Linked DNA regions of Gasterosteus aculeatus: region 2 is linked to region 1. A link is a contact called in public Hi-C data. All regions are on one chromosome and are shown on one strand. The core of a region is the stretch at or near the end of the contact, and the rest is flanking DNA. Distances in the headings are between cores, read along the strand shown. Region 1 holds the start of LOC120821766 (transcription factor COE1). Region 2 has its middle 16 kb from the start of htatsf1.

Region 1 (2,700 bases), core at 135-2,634:
TCGCTGCTTGGATGCTGGAAAGTTCTGACTTTCTATTGGTTAAGTAAAAAATGATTATGCGAGCAGGGAATAAATCGTTTAAATGGTTTTATATAAGGAAAGCCTATTAAAGGGGGAAGAAAAAACAAAATCCATGTTTTTTTCTGATAATATTAGAAACTTTGTGTTTTTAACCTGAGACAGGAGGTCTTGATTTACCCACCTTCCATGACTCTGTTGGCAAAATAGAGAATCGTGGTCTTCTTGAATAAAACCATGAGCATGTCTAGAAAAGAGTGAAGATGGAAAGTTTTTCTCAACATAAACCCCGAGCATTGATCTAGAATTATTTATCCGCCCCTCAGCCAATATGGACAGAAAAGACACACGTTGCACGAGCATAAGAATCTGTAGCAGGAACCAACATGCCACTAACTGTTGTTTTAAAAGTATATCAACCGCATTAATAATCCTAATTTTCCAAATGAATCCTAGAAACAGTTTAATCCAAATATCGACAACAGCTCCCATCAGCACAACCTCGTGTCCTGCACGGGGAGGGGTGGTGAAGGAGAGGGGGGGGGGGGGGGGGGGGGCTGCATGGCCCTCAATCACGTTGTCTCGGTTTTAGGATGGAAGGTTGGCGGGCTGGTCTCCTCCACCCCCAAAGAGGAGCTCACCTTTGGGCGGCCGTGTTGGCGTCCAGCACGCCGCCCCCTTGCATCCAGCTCCGGACGGTGTTCATGCCTCCCAGCGGCTCCTCCTTCAGGCTGCTGCCGCTTCGCTGGATGCTCTCCTGGATCCCAAACATGAACAAGCCGGCGTGTCTCGCTCCTGGTCTCCCTCTCTCCCTCTCACCCCCGGCCGGCTGCGCACTTGTTCTGCCGCAGATGTTCTGCGCTCCGACTCTAAAGGGGAGCAACGTGGTTGCGCTCTTTGCTGCCGCGCGCGCTTCGCCAGAAGTGAGCGATTAATTCCCGTGATTCTTCTCCTCGTGAGAAAGTGGGCTCCAAAAAATAAAATAAAAAATGTCCCAACCCAACGACGTGTGTAAATCACCGCAGGACGCGGACGGGACCGAGGTGTGTCCAAAAAAAAGTGACTCCCGGCGCGCTTTGCGTTCCACGGTTCAAGCTGTCAAGAGAGACACGAGAGATCAACACCCGATAGATGTCATCGCGGTGGGACTTTTCTTTCTTCCTCCTCTCTCTTTTCTGGGGGTGGGGGGGTGGGGCACTTTGTTTTGTGTCGTTCTCCCTCTGCCCGGCGGTCCGGGGCGCGTCGGGCTCTGTGGTGTCCGGTGCAGCGCGGCTCGCTGCGGATGACTCGCTCCCTCTCTGAGCAAACCGCTTTGTGACTCTTCTTCCCAAAGGACTCTCTCTGAGAACCGAACACGGGCTTCTCCGGGAGGGGAGGGAGGAAGGGAGGGAGGTGGAGTGGGGGGGGGGGGGGGGGGGGGGGGGGGGGTACAGGACAGGAGGGGAGGGGATGGGGGAGAGGAGAGGAGACGCCCCCCCGACAAAGGCGAGGGCTGGAGTCAGGTCCGCCCAATGCAGCGGCCACGGAGCTCCTCTCCTCCTCCTCCTCCCCTCCTCTCTCTCCTCCTTAGCCGGTAACGGGATTTTTCTCTCTCTTTTCTGTAAATGTGGAGATTAATTCTCGCGTGCACCAACAACACTTCCATCGACCGAAAGTTGATTCATGCCCGTGCAGAGCAGTCGGCTGCACGATGCTGAATAAAGCATTGCTCAGTGGCGCTTCGGCAGGGTCGACACTTTTTTGTGAATGAAAAAAAAAAGATGACTTCATGTCGTGGAAATATTAAAGATAAGGTTAAAAAAAGTCCGTATTTGATTGAGGACATGGGAAATATCCTTTTTCTCATAAATTTGATTCATAAAGCATAGAATAAATTGATATTAAATCGCCATTCTGAGCGGCAATGTGCGCTTTACTGCGAATTAAAACCCCTTTTGGATCGCGTATCCAGCAGTCAGTATTTAACTCATTGCCGCTGCAGACAGTTGATATACGTTTGATATGAAACCTCAGGCGTCACTTTCAGATCAAAGTTCTAGCACAAGGCTCAATCGTTAAATGCATATTTCGTCGTGTCCCCGCTCCTCATTCTCTCCCCGGGCCGGATCATCGCAGGCTGGCGCCGAAAGACTCGCTAACAAAAGTGACAATAACAATAATTAGCTCAAAATAACAATGAACATAATTGAGTATAATTGCTACCAGATTTCCCCCGCTTTGTATCTCCCTCCAGCACCATCTGCTATTTGAAACGACATTTTCCACGTCGCCTGAGAGGGAATCCAAGCAAACTACAAATATTAATAGATAATCCAGTGAAGTCTTTCAATGAAATAATGCTACAGCGTATTGATCCGTCTAGGTGCAAAAGGTCAAAACACTTTGGTATTATGCAGCTGGCTGTGCACATGATTGGCAGGGCGCGCTGGCGCAGTTCCAGGGTTTAATTCCCAAAGGTTATTGAAAAACGCTCTTGACCTTGATTATGGAGAATAAGAGTCTTTTATGCTCCAGTTTCCTGCTTTAAGCGCAGGAACATTATGTGTGTCAACGGAGGAGTGTTAAGAGAGTGTGGAGCTCGGATCGATGGGAGTGGGCTGAAAGTATTTGTATCAGTTTAAATCAAATAGAATAAATATGAAAGAATAAAGAGTGATCTGTATACGCGTCAGCTCTCATCGG
Region 2 (2,956 bases), core at 75-2,574, 100 kb before region 1:
TCCTAAAGTGTCCAGGCTCCCTGAGGACTTGGACTGGATGGTCGTCCCTTAGGGAGCTGGCACCGGCGTGTTCTCATCTCTTCTCATCACACACAAACACACACACACACACACACACACACACACACACACACGCACACACACACACACACACACACACACACACACACACACACACACACACACACACACACACACACACACACACACTTTGACTGTGCTCTTCAGACAGCAGTGGTCTCAGCGGGGCTGCCCTGGAGCTCGCTGCAGCATGCTGGGTACCTGAAAAGCCAACGATACCCGCGCAAGGCCAGAATGTTAAGTGGTGTGTGTGTGCGTCCGTGTGTGTGTTGCATGAGCGGGGTCATAATGTTAAGTGGTGTATTAATCAGCTGTAATTGTGTGTATGGTCCATTAAGGCAAGGGCTGGCTGACAGACATGGGTGAGAAAGGGGTTGGGGGGGGGGGGGGGGGTTGGGGAAGCGATGGGTGTGTTCGATGAAACATGTGTGTGTCGGCCAACAGAGAAGTGAAACTGCTAGAAATAACGTTTTAACTGTACAGCCTCCTCTACGGCGCTGTGCGCTCTATATCTTTTTATAAATCCCTGCTCTTGATAGCTTTTTTCATGCCCCCAGCCCCCATCATCATCAGTCTCTTTCCCTCTCTTTTCTTTTTAGAAATTCATCCATCTGGGCCCTACTGTTGCGAACTTGCTCTCCTACTTTTAGAAGCGGGAGTTACCAAACAACGGCCACCAATGGAAAAACAAGGCCGCTTCATGCTTTCCGTCTCACTCCTGCAGACACTCACACTGACAATCACGCACGCACACACACACACACACACACACACACACACACACACACACACACACACACACACACACACACACACACACACACACACACACACACACACACACACACACACACACACACACGCTGCACTTTTCCCCCAGTGATCTCTGCTGGCTGATTTGGTATTCAAGTGCTGTTGCGGGCCCAGCAGGCCTAAAGCTCTCTTTGTATTGTTTTATTACCCAGGGGCTAGGCCTTGCCACACACACACACACACACACAAAATGCAGGCGCATAAGCATGCACACACACATACATTATACAGCACAGATAGCATACAAGTGCAAAGCAGGATTAGCATATTAGCTTATTAGTATCCTGTCTGTCAATTGGCTCTGTCTGGTTTTCTTTCGCTCACATGCTGTCAGAATGAAGAGTTGCATGAGGAGGAGGAGGAGGAGGCGGAGGAGGGAGAGGAGTGATGAAGGGAGATAAGGAGGGAAGTGAGGAGGAGGAGGAGGAGGAGAAGTAGGTGGAGGGCTGCTCACTCCTCTCAAATAGACAGATGGTAGGCCGACTCCTACTGAGTTGTCAACTGGCCAAGAGGGAAAGACGGAGGGAAGGGGATCGAGAGGAAAAGGGGCAGAGAGATGAACCTTTCCTCTACTTCTTCATCCTCCTCTTTCAACCTCTCACTCACTTTTGCTGCCAGCGTTAACTTTTCTTACCCATCTTTCTCCTTCTAGCCTCTATGTTCTCTCAACCGGCCATCAATCTCTCCATTCGCATCTCTGTCATTATGGCTCATCGGTCACAGGTTTGTGAGGTTTTTCATCTGTACGTCCTTCTGTACGAAGCTCTCTCTCCATCAGCTGCTACAGGAGAAAGTGAGCTGGCCAAGTTTGGAAACATGTTGCAGAGAGAAAGAAAGTATTGAGAAATCTTGGGTTGTACATCACAGCCCTGCTTGTTGTACAGTAATTTAACTCCCCAGTAAGTACAACTACTCAGGTTCTCTACTTAAACACAATTTGGAGGTTATTTGTTTGAGTATTTCCTTTTTATGATCAGCTACATTTATTCGACAGCTGTTACATTCATATTCACATTAGCATTTTTTAAAGATTTTATAAGATACAATTTACATACGTTCTTGTCATATTGAATAAATCTCTCCTGGCCATGTCATTAAAATAATTGTCTCGGAATCTTTATCTGAGAGTTGACTGTGTTGAAAGACATATGGTGCCATGATCTGTTTGACACAACAGGGGGCAGTATGGCTCTTTCGTTCACCTTTTTCAGCAGACCGAAATACTCTTAAAATGTAATATTAGAGCATTTAAAATATAATCAATACATTATGAGTTAAAGCATCTCAATCTGATATTTGCAGGTACAGAAAATCTAAATGAAAAGTCAGTCGTCAAATTAAAAAAGTAAAGGGATTAGTTCGGAAATATGTGTAGAAACTTACGGAACAACATTGCTCTGATTTCTGCCCTGTTTTTTCATATTGAAAAATGCAGCACTGCACTTTGGTATTTGGTGCAAAGGCGAGGGATAGAAGAAGCAGAGAGCTTATTATCAGAGACTGAAAGTGGATACACACATATGCCCACTTTCTTTCAGCTTCCTTCTCCATCAGAAAGGGCACAATTGCTCAAGAAGGGAAATTGAAGCCAGCAAGAGATGAATCTTTCTTATGATTCTGTGTTTTTCCATTGCGGCCGGAGCTTTTGTGTGTTGCAACTTGCACATAAAAAACGGAAAGACATTTTAAAATCATAAAGTTATGGGCCAGTTTTGTTTTGTTTTTACAGTGGGTTTTATTCAAAAGATGATTATATATTTTTATTAATAATGGTGTTAGACACTAAATTCTGTGTTAAGATTATTTACTGAGCTCACCAGTGATACAATGATTTAAGTTGAATTAACTTTTTAATGATACAAAACCACTCAAGGAAAGAATATCCTTGTGCACTAATTAGTCCTGAAATGTCGTTGAACTTTTAACAAAACGGAAATCCTTCATGTTCTGAAAAAGATGTTTGGAGGTAAACTGTTGTCACATATGATATTTACACTAAAACCCGCCATATTAATGCTGGTGGTGTCTCAGTCCCCAGGGTGAATAAATCTGAGAGTTGATG

What was found. Hi-C and Micro-C count contacts between places; a contact is called where the count stands out from the background.
Region 2: a Hi-C map of tail fin shows a contact between it and region 1, with 5 times the contacts expected there. The contact joins the enhancer-like site here to the promoter of LOC120821766 in region 1. A contact is called at or near these places in 4 of 6 Hi-C or Micro-C datasets (skeletal muscle, tail fin and whole body).

Annotation. Positions count from the first base shown.
Region 1 is chr7:22,352,956-22,355,655 of fGasAcu3.hap1.1, reverse strand. LOC120821766 (transcription factor COE1) reads right to left here and starts at 1,384. Exons shown (of 16, transcript XM_078105235.1): 1 at 660-1,384. The coding sequence starts at 790.
Region 2 is chr7:22,453,864-22,456,819 of fGasAcu3.hap1.1, reverse strand. No RefSeq gene overlaps it. Among protein-coding and RNA genes, the nearest start is that of htatsf1, 16 kb to the left of the region's middle. Within about 2 kb of position 1,324, at least 2 of the 9 cell types and tissues checked have open chromatin away from gene starts, as enhancers often do.